Regions from separate parts of the Mus musculus genome. Here region 1 is linked to region 2. A link is a contact called in public HiChIP or PLAC-seq data. All regions are on one chromosome and are shown on one strand. Each heading gives the region's core, a stretch centred on a gene start, on an enhancer-like site or on the middle of the called end of the contact. The rest is flanking DNA. Distances are from core to core; before and after follow the strand shown. Region 1 overlaps Rab27a (RAB27A, member RAS oncogene family). Region 2 holds the start of Ccpg1os (cell cycle progression 1, opposite strand).

The links. HiChIP or PLAC-seq counts read pairs in DNA pulled down with a chosen protein or histone mark.
Region 1: a contact with region 2 is called in an H3K27ac HiChIP or PLAC-seq map of embryonic stem cells, with 20 read pairs. The contact joins the enhancer-like site here to the promoter of Ccpg1os in region 2. A contact is called at or near these places in 2 of 39 promoter capture datasets (hematopoietic stem and progenitor cells and maxillary cranial neural crest), 3 of 484 Hi-C or Micro-C datasets (CD4 T cells, bone marrow-derived macrophages and nephron progenitors), 6 of 115 datasets of contacts at active chromatin or transcription factors (CD8 T cells, the HPC-7 cell line, embryonic stem cells and 1 more) and 3 of 9 other capture datasets (adipose tissue, liver and pancreatic islet).

The regions. Positions count from the first base shown.
Region 1 is chr9:73,068,703-73,074,641 of GRCm38.p6, forward strand. The region is part of intron 1 of Rab27a (RAB27A, member RAS oncogene family); the gene reads left to right. Among named protein-coding and RNA genes, the nearest start is that of Rab27a, 27 kb to the left of the region's middle. Within about 2 kb of position 2,684, at least 77 of the 459 cell types and tissues checked have an H3K27ac peak or open chromatin away from gene starts, as enhancers often do. A contact at or near this core is called in CD8 T cells, the HPC-7 cell line, bone marrow-derived macrophages and 3 more, where this site is marked.
Region 2 is chr9:72,983,742-72,990,197 of GRCm38.p6, forward strand. It overlaps Ccpg1os (cell cycle progression 1, opposite strand), which reads right to left and starts at 1,635. Exons shown (of 2, transcript NM_001198789.1): 1 at 1,400-1,635. The coding sequence starts at 1,426. It overlaps Ccpg1 (cell cycle progression 1), which reads left to right and starts at 1,763. Exons shown (of 9, transcript NM_001286544.1): 1 at 1,763-1,932.

The sequences.
Region 1 (5,939 bases), core at 1,434-3,933, 86 kb after region 2:
ACACTCCCAGATCTTGGTAAATTTCCCAAATTCCAATATGTCAATATGCAAATATCCTCAAAGAGGCTTTAGCAATAAATGATATAGATGCTGCCCCTTGAGTAAGCGAAAGGATGGTTCACCCTGGGATAAAAAGCTAGTGTCTCCTTTGAGTCACAGACGCCAGTCTTCCGGATCTACTCAGGAAAGGTCTAATGGCCTCTCCTTCCCTATCTTGCTGCAGCCCATGTTACCACTTCCTGGTCAGCTGCTAAGGGATGGCAACCTTTCACAAATCCTCGGTGGACTTTGGAACTGACAGCGTTTAAGTTTTCTTCAAGCTGGTTTTTCCTCACACTGACGCTATGTGTCTTTCTGAACCTGTATTAAGGGTAAGAATAGGTTTTAGGACTGAGGCTGTAACTCCGTGGTAGAAGACTTGCCTAACCCAAACAAGGCCCTAATTTGATTCCCAACACCACTAAGGAAGAGAAAGGGGAGGGGTGTTTAAAATGAATAGTGTCCTGTAGGCTGGGCATGCTGCCACTCACCTTTAAGTCTAGCGCTCAGAATTCAGAGCAGGCAGGCCTCTGAGTTTGAGACCAGAGTTGTGTAAGTAGTGGTGTATCCATGCCAGCCAGGGCTACACAGTGAGATTCTCCCTAAACAGCAACAACAAAAAACGCACCTTATTGCTACGACAGGCAAGCCGGCTTCCTGGGTAAAGATACTTGCTGCCAAATGTGGTGACTTGAGTTGATTTCTGGAACCCACACCGTGGAAGGAGAGAACCAATGTTTGCATAGTTTTTCTATGGCCTCCACACGTGCTCTGCTCCCCACCCCACCCCCAAATAAATAGAAAAAAAAAAAAAACCCTCTGCACTGCTAATAAGTCGAGGCGACTGACCATTTGGATCAATCACTGGCTGGAATCTTTCTGTGAGTTACCTCAGTGCATAAATCTCATCCCTGCACTTAGTAGGGTCCTTATGACGGCTGGCTTTACTTGTCAAGTTGATACAGCCTAGAATCACCTGGGAAGAGAGTCTCAGTGAGGGATTATGTAGATCAAGGATTATGTATGAGCAAGTCTTAACTGATGTGGTGAAGCGGTCCCCTGGGTTTGAACCCTGAGCTGTCCAAGGGCAGGGGAAAAGTTGACCACCAAGCATGCATGCATGAGTTCATCCTCTTTGTTCTTGACCATGGATATGGCGTGGCCGGCTGCTTCCAGTTCCTGCCGTTGTCACTTCCTGAAATGATGGACTGCCTTCTGAAGTTCCGACCTAACGTGTATGTACATACACATATAGACATGTAGTAACACTTGGAGGAGAGCAAGGAGGACAGGGAAAGGAGAAACTATAGGATTATAATCCCAAAAGCTTTTTTAAAAAGTAAAAAACAGGGGCTGGAGAGATGGCTCAGCGGTTAAGAGCACTGACTGCTCTTCCTAAGGTCCTGAGTTCAAATCCCAGCAACCACATGGTGGCTCATAACCATCCATAATGAGATCTGATGCCCTCTTCTGGTGTGTCTGAAGACAGCTACAGTGTGTTACATATAACAATAAATAAATCTTTTTTAAAAAAAAAGTAAAAAAGGAAACAAAACAAAAAACCAAAAAACTCAAGATTCCCCTTAGTTGCTTATCGCCAGGGTGTTTATCGGGAGGTTGGTGGCTGTTGCCTCCGTTTTATAATTGAAGGGATGAGGTCACTTTTAAGCACTGGGACTGAACCGTGTAAGGCAGAAGAGGAAGAGTCAGAATTGGGACCTATGCAAACCCTCTTTGGGAAGGCTCTCTCTCTCTCTCTCTCTCTCTCTCTCTCTCTCTCTCTCTCTCTCTCTCTCTCTCTCTGTTGGAAATCTATAGACCTAAGGATGATAAATAAGTAAAAGTCCCTATGTCTAGTGCTGTTTGTGGCATATGACAGTGTCCGGCAATGTGTCCCTCTCTCCTTATTTTTTGAGACAGTCTTGCTGTGCGGCCCAGTAACCTTTCCTGCGTCAGCCTTTTGAGTCTCAGGGTTAAGGGCATGATCCGCTAAAGCTCATCTCCTTTTGTCCGAACTGAAACCACTTCCCTCATTTACTCCCTGGAAAGCAATTTACCTATGTCTTCAGTTTTTGTTTGTCTTTTTGTTAGTTTTGGTACTAGGAATTAAGCCTAAGGCCTTGAACTGCTAGACAAGTGCTCGCCCCCCCCCCCCCGCCCCCCTTGCATCTTCAGGTCCTTTTACTGTTTGAGTAGACCCTATCAACAAGTTGCCCAGGCTGCCTTTTCTATCCTCCCGCCTTAGCCTCTGGAGTAGCTGGGATTCCTGGCTTTCACCATCAGGCCCCGCCCTCCTCTTGCACTTTTTTTTTTTCTCTTTTAAATAAGGAAGCTCTCTGCCTATCTGGCACTTATCTAACATGCGGTTCTTGTTGAGGAAATGGGTGTTCTGTGCTTTCTATTGTTAGTCTGATGAGAATGAGGGTGGGGAGCACTTTGAGAAAATATTTGTGTAAGGAGGGAGAGGCAGAAGCCAACTGAGTGCGAGTGTGTCCACTCAGAAGGTGCCTGGAGCTTTTGACCCTGATGGAGGCTTTGAAACAGTACTTCCTCCAGGAGAGAGGGACTCAGATGTGTGATGCACGGTTCCAGTGCCCTCAGCACATCTTAGCTTGACGAATTTAGTAATCTTCTTAATGTAGATGAGTTTCTGGGCATTTCCTAGCAGTTCTGTGAGTCACAGGCTGTTAGATGACACTGAATGCTGGGTATTCCACACACAGCATGTCTTTCCATCTTCAGGGCCGTTGTGTGAGGGGGTGTATTATCACGGTTCTTTTTTCTTCGAAGATCTTACAATTCTTTATTTTTGTGTGTATGGGTTTGTACCTGCATGCAGTGTCTGAGGAAGCCAGTAGAGGGCGTCAGATCCTAGAGCTGGGTTTACAGGTGATCATGAGGAGTTGATGTGGGTGCTGGGAACCAAACCCGGGTCCTCTGTAAGAGCCACAGGTGTTCTTAACTACCAAGCCATCTAGCCCCCAGGGTTTGTTTGTTTGTTTGTTTGTTTGTTTATTTTAAACCAAACCAAACAAACAAAACACAGGCAGTGTGGTGGCACACACATTAATTTGAAACTAACCTGGTCTACACAGCAAGTTCCAGGATAGTAAGGGCTACACAGAGAAACCCTGTCTTGAAAAAAACAAAACAAAACAAGGCAACATCATTAATAAAAATAATATGGGCAGACAGTGGTGACACAGATTTTTAATCCCAGCACTCAGGAGGCAGGTGGGTCTGTGAGTTTGAGATCAGCCCACTCTATAGAGTGAGTTCTGTGACAGCCAGGGGTGCACAGAGAAAGCCTGTCTCTGAAAAAAAAAGATTGTAAAATAAAAAATAAACTAAAGGGTTGGAGAGATGGCTCAGCGTTAAGAGTACTGACTGCTCTTCCAAAGGTCCTGAGTTCAATTCCCAGCAACCACGTGGTGGCTCACAACCATCTGTAATAGGATCTGATGCCCTCTTCTGGTGTGTCTGAAGACAGCTACAGTGTACTTATATATAATAAATAAATAAATAAATAAATAAATAAATAAACTAAAGCATAGGTACCCGACTGACCAGCGTTTCCCAAATTAACATAAAGCACAAATAAAGCAGGTACAGGGTCTTTGTTGCTTCTATTGCAGAACCAGAGCCCCTTTGCTTCCATTTGAAGCCCCCACCTTCCAGCTGACTGGAGCCTGTCTGGGTCTGCTTTCAAGTCTTAGCTCCGTTTCTGTACAACACGAAGCCAGGCTCTAGCTTCATGTGCTCCTCGTTTGGAGAGCTCAGTAATTCCGAGTTCAGTGTCTGCAAGGAGAAACTATGAACACAGCCACCCCTCAGTAAAGTGTCACCCTTTATATCCTACAAACAGAACTGTGAAGGTTGGTAAGGCTCTGCCCTTATCCACTGGGCCAGTCCTATCTGCAATATGAGGTCACGGGTCTACGCTAAGGCTGTCTGAGGAAGTTCTCCACGGCAGCTCTAGGGGCTGAGAAGTTTGAATTTTTAATAGTCACCAAGTTGAGGCTTCAGGCAGGGGTAGAAGAGGTGAGTGTGAGGAGAAGACCCTCGCCTGTACTTTTATTCTAATGAAGCACCTAGTGTTGAGCCTAGGACCTGAGTAGACAGTATGAGGGAATGGAGAGGCATGGCGGGCACCTGATGTGCGCATAGATGGGCAGACCCACCTTTCATGAGCAGGATGAGGTGTCTCTGTGAGGGGGACGGACAGAAGATCATTGTTCTGATTGTCAGAGAGTTTGTTAGCGTTTGACATGTGAAATGAGAGTGCCCAGGACTTTCCTGGAGAGGGGTATGTGTGTGTGTGTGTGAATATGTAGCCCTGACTGGCCTGGAATGCCACATAGACCGCTACATTGGCTGACTTAAACTCACAGAAATCTGCTGGGCTCTGCCTCCCTGGCACTGGTATCAGAAGTGTGTCCCCCCTGCCCCTACAGCTCCCCCCATACCTGGTGAGAGACTTGTTTCTCTTTGGATTGGAATTGTGTGCTGCATCTGTTGAGAAGGTAAAGGCAGATGGCGAGAGCCTCACGGAGGAGAAAAGCAACCGCGGATGGGTACTGCTGGGGACGATGACATTTTTCTCCTTTGTGGTGGAGTTTGTTTCAGTTGATCTTGAAGAATTTTGAGCAACTTCCTGTTAGAAAACCCAGGTGGAGGTGGATTTAGCTGTGGGTTATGGTTTCTACTCCACTATGGAACCCACTTCCTGAAAGAGCATGACAGCTAGGCAGTCTGACCAATAAGTAGGAAATAATAATAGTGTATACAGAAGCCATCAGAACAATTTGACCTGTGAATTAAAAGTGACTTATTTCCTCCTCCTCCTCCTCTTCTTCTTCTCCCTCTTCTTCCTCTTCTTCCTCTCCCTCCTCCTCCTCCTCCTCTTTCTTTTCTGTTTTTTCAAGACAGGGTTTCTCTGTGTAGCCCTGGCTCCTTGAACTAACTCTGAAGACCAGACTGGCTTTGAACCCAGAGATCTGGCTGTCTCTGCCTTCCAAGTGCTGAGTTTATAAGTGTGTGTGTGTGTGTGTGTGTGTGTGTGTGTGTGTGTGTGTGTGTGTGCATGTGCATACGGAGGTCAGAGGTTGGCGTCCGATGTCTTTCTCCAGCCCTCTCTCTGTACCTTACCTTTTGAGACACGGTATCTCACTGAATCTGGAGCTCACCAGTGGACTAGACCGGCTGGCCACAGCTGCCTATCCCCACACTGTGATTGGGGTAGGGATGGACCTGCCTTTGCGTGTGCGTGCTAGGGAATCAGAACTCAGGCCCTCACACTTGCACAGTAAGTGCTTTATGGACCGAGCCACTTCCCATGAGCATAAAAACGAATAAGACAAACAAAATTATTTAAAGTCCAAGTGGAAAGAGAGAGAGACCGGGATCTAGTGCTGAAAAGATGACCAGCAGCCACTGAGTACTGGGAGTCACCACTCATGCCCTGTCCCACCTACCTGCCCCACTTGTCCCACCCATCCCATACGTCTCTTTCTGTACATTTTCTCATTGAGGCAACATCTCAACTCAGGTTGGCCTTGAACTCAGGCTCCTGCATCCCTTCCAGGTACTGGGGTCGGGGACATGTACCACTGTGTGGTATTCTCGCCCCGTCTTATGCTTCTCTTTTCTCACTTACTTTTCCCTTTTCTTATTGGAGACAGTCTCACTATGCAGCCTTGGTTGGATGAGAACTCACTGTATTGACCAGGTTAGCCCCCAAAGTCATGGGCAATTCTCCTGCCTCTATTTCTGGATTGCTCAGATTGCAGGTGTGTACCACCACACCCACCTGCCCCTTCTTTGGTTCACCAGCTTTTGTTTTATGTGGTCTGCCATGACTGTGGTTAACTGTCCTACAGACATTCCCACTTGGAGTCTCC
Region 2 (6,456 bases), core at 385-2,884:
TGGTTGTCAACTTGACTATATTTGGAATGAACTACAATCCAGAATTGGAAGGCTCACCAGTGACCCTTATCTGGAGGCTTGGAGATAGAAGATTCTGATCTGGATCTTGGTATGGAGATCTTGAGGCATAGTGGCTATGGATTCCAGAGGATTAAATCTCCGAGTTCAAGGTCATCCGGGATTAAAGGTGTGGTAGAACACACCTTTAATCTGGGCTACACCTTCTGCTGGAGACAATATAAGGACATTGGAAGAAGGGAGTCTTGCTCTTGCTCCTTCGCCTGCTTGCTGTGTGAGACTGAGTGAGTAACTGCTGGATCCTTGGACTTCCATTCACAGCTGCGACTGAACCATTGTTGGGAATTGGGCTGGGGACTGTAAGTCATCAATAAATTCTTTTACTATATAGAGACTATCCATAGGTTCTGTGACTCTAGAGAACCCTGACTAACACAATCACCTTCAGGTCTAGATTTAATGATTTTAAAAAGTCACTTCAATAATCCAAGTCACCAGGTGTCTTATCTACACCAAGTCATGGGGGACCGTGCTATCTCGTCTACAGCTCATAAGTAATCAAAGTAAGTACCACTTTACAAACCCACTCACTGTAAAGCCAGCTTTGTTATTTAAATTTTCGCCTGTTCACCAAGTTGGAAGAGCAGAGTGTAGTAGCATAGGCCTGTAATCCTAACACTTGGGAAATAAAGGCAAGGGGTTCTGGAATTCAGTGCCAGCTACACAAAGAATTTAAAGTCAGCCCGAGTTACTCTGAGAAGCTCTGTCTCAAAAAAAACCCACCACCCAGAACTCCCCTCTCACCCAAACAAAAACGAGGGGTTAGGGATCTACCTCCTTTGTAGAGGGCTTTCTTAGCTTGTGTGAGGCTTGAGGTTCAATCCCTAGTTACAGCAACACAAATATCAGATCTAAATGTGAACTAGCTTTTGCCCAACATCAGCTTGTTGAATGGTTTCCTTTACTGTTTACTCACTAGACAGGTAGGGGACAGAGGAACGGTAACTTCCCTCTGGGGTGAGTGCACTCCTATTCACCCTCTTCCATCCTTTTAGACTAGGCATACTCTAAGTGACAAAAACATGAAGGTTCTAGGGCTGGGAGGTGTAGTTCAGTAGAACAGAGATTACCTACCATGCACAAGTCCCTGAGTTCGATCCCCACGACTGCAAATAGATAATGCAAAACAAAAACCATCCTGGACAAAAGATCATTTGTAGTGAGGTGCCTCCTATACACCTTCAGAGTAATTACTTTGTGGATCGTGCATTTAAACTTGTAAATATAACAGCTTGGTGACTAGTGAGTGGGAGTAGATGGTGCCTCAAACACTATTATGAATTCGACTTTCAAAAGCATCTAGCTCTCTGCCCAAACCCACCAAGTCGCAGTCTGTCTCTCTCGCCATCTTAATCTCTTCGGCAAAAGCAACTCTTTCCTGATAGCGAGAAGTCTGGCGAAGGCGTAGGGCCCAGTCTTCTTACAGAACCGACGGAAAGCAACAGCAAGACGATCGGAGTCCCGTAAACTACAATTTCTGGGGAGGAAGACGGTGGGTGGAAACCCTCCGTCTTCCAGTGTGGCAGCCCGTCTCCGTGGCAACCGGCTGCAGGCGTGGGAGCCCGGATGTTGTGGAGATCCGCAGTCGCTCCGCCCAGCTTCCGGTAGCCTCAGGGGTGCGGGCCGTACGCATCTTCGGGAGTCGTAGTTCTTTTTGCTCGCCGCGAGCTGGCAGGAGACGTAGGAGGAACTTCAAGTCCCAGCATGCCTTGCTGCGCCGCGCCTGCCACCGCTTCCCCGCTGCGGACGCCTGCGAGCAGGTTGTTGTTTTTATGAGGCGTCACTGGCGTCTGGAGCGCGGACGCCGCCACGGTGACAGCTGGCGCGGTCGGGCGGAAGAGGCGCTGTCTTCGGGTAAGACCCTGGGGCGCAGGTCGGGCTGATGGGGCGGCCGCGGGCTGCAACTCGTACCTTCGGGCGCAGCGCCGGGAGGCTTTCTCCTGGTGGATGCCTTGGTCCTCGGGCGACCTCGGGCGGAGGGCGCGACCTGGCAGGTGTTAGGCGCGGGCTCGCAGGCTGCAGCCCCGCGAGCTCGGAGCTGGGCGCCCCGGGATTCAGGTGCAGCTGCATCCGTATGCTGAGATGCCGCGTGCGTCACTCTGAGCCGGCTCGGAGGTCCCAGGTGTCAGGAATAGAAAAGTGTGCACCCCAGAAGTATACTCCTATTCAGCCCCGAAGCCTGTTCTCCGCCCGTTCTTCACGCTTCCCCTCCGGGTCCTTACCAGCGTTTGTTAGGCTGACGGCTTGTCCTAAGTAGCAGCTGCGCGTGTGTCGTTTGTGTTTACCTCTCATTTATCCCAACTCTGCCAGGGGCAGCGCCCGAGTTCTAGACCGCAACCAGCTGGGGTGTTTTCCTTAAGGGTGAACCATCATGCACTGCCCTCTCCCACTTTTGCTTTATTGGCTGTATGGGGCTGCTTGTCCCTAGAAAGGGCAACCAGTTGGTTATTCTCAGTTAGGGGTGCTATGAGACCTTTCCAGCAAGGTCACATAATGTTTGAAATGTCAGCACTAACTATCTTAAAGACCCAATATTTTTTCTTTCGCCTTTTTTTTTTTTTTTTGGAGTGGGTGGATTGGGTTTTTTTGGTTTGTTTGTTTTTGTTTTTTGAGGTAGGGTTTCTCTGTGTATCTCCACCTATCCTAAAACTTGCACTGTAGTCCAAGCTGACCTCCAACTCAGAAATCCGTTTGCCTCTGCCTTCTGAGTCCACCGACTAACTTTAAGATCCCAATCTTAATAGGTCTTAGATTTCTCAGGGGATATTTATCATGTATAACTGGTGTGAGTAGTTTGCTATTCTGACAAGCTCAAGTCACAGGGGAACTGAGAAGGTTGTTAAGGGTGAGTTAATGCTTTTGGCTTTTTTTTCTTGCTGTGTATCTCTGGCTGTCCTGATACTAATATATCCCAGGCTAGACCTGGGAGTTCTCTTGCCTAAGCGTCCTAGGCACTGTGATCGTAGTTGGGTACCATGGAGCCTGCTGTAAATGCTGTTTTAACCCTGTTACACCAAAGTTGAAATTCCAGTTAAAGGTGGTACCCCAGATATTTAGAAACTGAAGCAGGGGAATGGCAAGTTTGAGACCACTTGAGCAATATAGTGGAGAGCATATTTCTGTATAAAAAGACCGGAGAATGTAGTTCTTTGGTACAGTACTTGCTTAATGTATGTGAGGCCCTGAGTTTAAGCCCCAGGATGATCAGAACAACTCCTAGAACCAGTTTTGTACTGTAAGCCAAAGAATAGACTGTTGTGTTTCCATTGGAGTTTTAAGGATATTTAGTTATGAAGGTGATTGTCTAGGATGTGAAACTAAACTGACCTCTTTACGCTTTACTGTGTTTTCTGGGGATGCACCACCTTTTTTTTTTTTTTTTTTTTTTTAAAAGATGTGTTTTTGTATGTTTTGTCTGCTGTAAAGGCAGCTTGTGTATGCAGTGCCTGTGGAGACCAGAAGAGTTGGGAACTGTCCTCCTAGTATTTGTTCTCCACCATTGAGCTGTTTCTTCAGCTCTGAAATCTTTAAAAGACAGCATCTCATATAGCCCAGGCCAGCTACCAGTTGGCTATGTAGCCTTGAATTCTACATGCTCTTGCCTCCATTATCTTTAGATTCTTTAAGTATGACTTTCTAAAGTAAATGGGCTGGCAAGGTGTCTCCATGGGTAAGGGGACTCGCTGAACAAGTCTGCCATCAGAGGTTCATTTCTGGAACCCACAGGATGGAGAGAACTGACCCCCCATAAGTTGCTCACTGTCCTCTGAACACAGATGCACAGAGATGGGGGTGGGGGGCTGTGGGGCTGGGTGTTGGGCTTAAAAACTAAAAGTAAATAAAGAAGTTAGTGTAATGGCCTAGGTCTAACATAGCTTAGGAGGCATAGGCAGAACAATTGGAAATTTAAGGCCAATCTGAGCTACACAACAAGATCCAGTTTCCAAAAAAGGACAAAGCAGTACACAGTCCAAACAGGGTAGCCGGGTGGGTGGTGCACACTAATCCCTTCACTAAGGAGGCAGGCCTTACCTCAAAAAAGCAAATCAGGAAGTAGGAAAAAAAAAAAACCCAACAAGACACATGCAAACTGATCAACAACAAAAGAAACCAAAGCACAGCTGGGCAGTGATGGCTCATGCCTTTATTAATCCCGGTCCTTGGGAGGTAGAGGCAGGTGGATTTCTGAGTTCCAGGACAGCCAGGGCTATACAGAGAAACCTAGTCTCGAAACCCCCCCCAAAAAAAAAAAAAAAAAAAAAAGAAAGAAAGAAACAAACAAACCAAAGCACAATCCTCAGTTATACTGAATTCACAAACCATATATGAATTTAAATGGAAATTATTTTGAGGAGAAGGGAAAGAGACCAATTAGTTGTCTGGAAAGAATAAAAAGCATCCTAACAATAATTCTTAGCATGTATGTGTCTTTTGACCTGTTGTTAACTAGAACAAAAATGAAACATAAAAGATACTTTAGACTAGACAAATCTTGGTTATTTTAATACACATGCAAAAAAAAAATATGTGGAGGGGCAGGAGACAGTCTTACTGTACCCTTGGCTGGTCTCTGATTCACTGACCCGGGCCACCATGTTCAGCTGAAAACAGCTTGTTTATTTGTAAGCATTTACAAGTGGGAGTTAGCTTGGAGTGATAGAACTTGCCTATAATCCTTATACATGGGAGGTCAGAAGAAGAATCAGGAGTCCACGGTTATCCTGGCTAACAGACCCTGTTTGAAGATAATTAAGTAGTAGGCTTTATATGTCTGATAATTTGAGCTATATTTAATTTTTTTGTTAGATTCAGTGTGAACAGATAAAATTATACAATTCATTAGTCTACATCTTTGCTTCTGTTCTTCTAAAGAATAGTGACTGTGTTTCGTCATTAGCGACCTTAGGAGGAGTAACTCTCATCACTTTGCCTTGGTTATATTTTTATTTTGTATGTAAACAGAGGAAAGGATAATTTATGGGAATCTCAGACTCACCATGTGATTGTGTCCTGGAGGTCAAATTCTGGCTGCCCAGCTTGGTGGCTGTGAGCCCAGGTATAACCTTTGAGTTATACCTCCGTTTTGTTTTTGTTTTTCTGAGACAGGGTTTCTTGGCGAAACACCCTAGGCTGTCCTGGACTAGTAGACCAGGTTGGCCTCCACCTGCCTCTGCGTTCTGAGCTCTGGGATTCTTTGTTTTGTTTTCTTTTTTAAGACAGGGTCTTCCTCAGCCCAAGGCCTGGAGCTTGCTGCAGTTTTCTGCCTTAGCCTTCTGAGTACAGGTGTGAGCCAGCGTGAGCCAGCCTTTATTGCTTTTTAGATGGTAGTATTTTTGTTTTTTTAGGTTGTTTTAGTTGGGAGCTTTTCTCCACATGTCAGTTTCTTTTCAATATTTTCTGTCTTTTACTTGTGTTCTGTGTGTCTTGTGTGGATTTGTGAGCTGCCATGTGGATGGTGGGACTCAAACCCAGGTCTTCTGGAAGAACAGTCAGTGGTTTTAACCACTGAGCCATCTCACCAGTCCATCTTGTGTTGGTTTAATGTAGGCTTTGGGTCCATCCACAGGATATAAAAAGCATTTGTGCTAGAATAATATGTCTGAGCTGCCAAATTCCACAGTGTTGCTATTGTAGGTGAAATTGTATTTTTTAACCAACTTAAGAATTTTTTAAATTATTTGAATGTTAACTGTAAAAAGCCACACACCGTCATTTGGAAAACATCAAGAACGTGGCCTTCAGGGCCATCACTGCCTCCTCTCCAGGACTTTATTCTTAGGAACAATCAGATTTGGCTAGATTAAGGCAGGGAAAGAGGTTGATTTCAGGGCTTACTGTTTGCCTTGCTCCCTTAAACAGGACCAAATCATCTTTCAGTTTGAGTTCAGAGAAAGAGGTTAGTCCTGTACTATGTAAGGATTGCATGTAATATATTTAGGGATTTTTTGTTTTGTTTTAATTGGGCATTTAGAAGGGTATTTAATATGTGAAAAACCACTGAAGAGTCAGTAGGGTTTTCTGTAAGCTTTAGGAAGTCAGTAAGATGAGTTGCAGGTTTCCTCTTTCATTATATGAGAACAAAGTCTGATTTTTCTTAGTGAGTGTTGCTGACAGACTCAGCTCTTGAGTTCATATTGCCGATGAGCTCCAGAGAACGTGGAAAGGAAAACAGTGTTCAGTGATGAACAAGGATCTGAGGTACCAAGTCTTTCTGTTACTTCCAAGCTGGAAGTAGCCCCTGTGTACCTTCAAGGTGGACTTGGGAAGAGGGACTCAGGCCTTTGTAAGTGACCTGTGAAACTGAGTACACATCGTGATGGCAGTGCCATGCACATTCTTTTGGAGCATAATTTTGGTGAAGAAACATCCAGGGTTTTG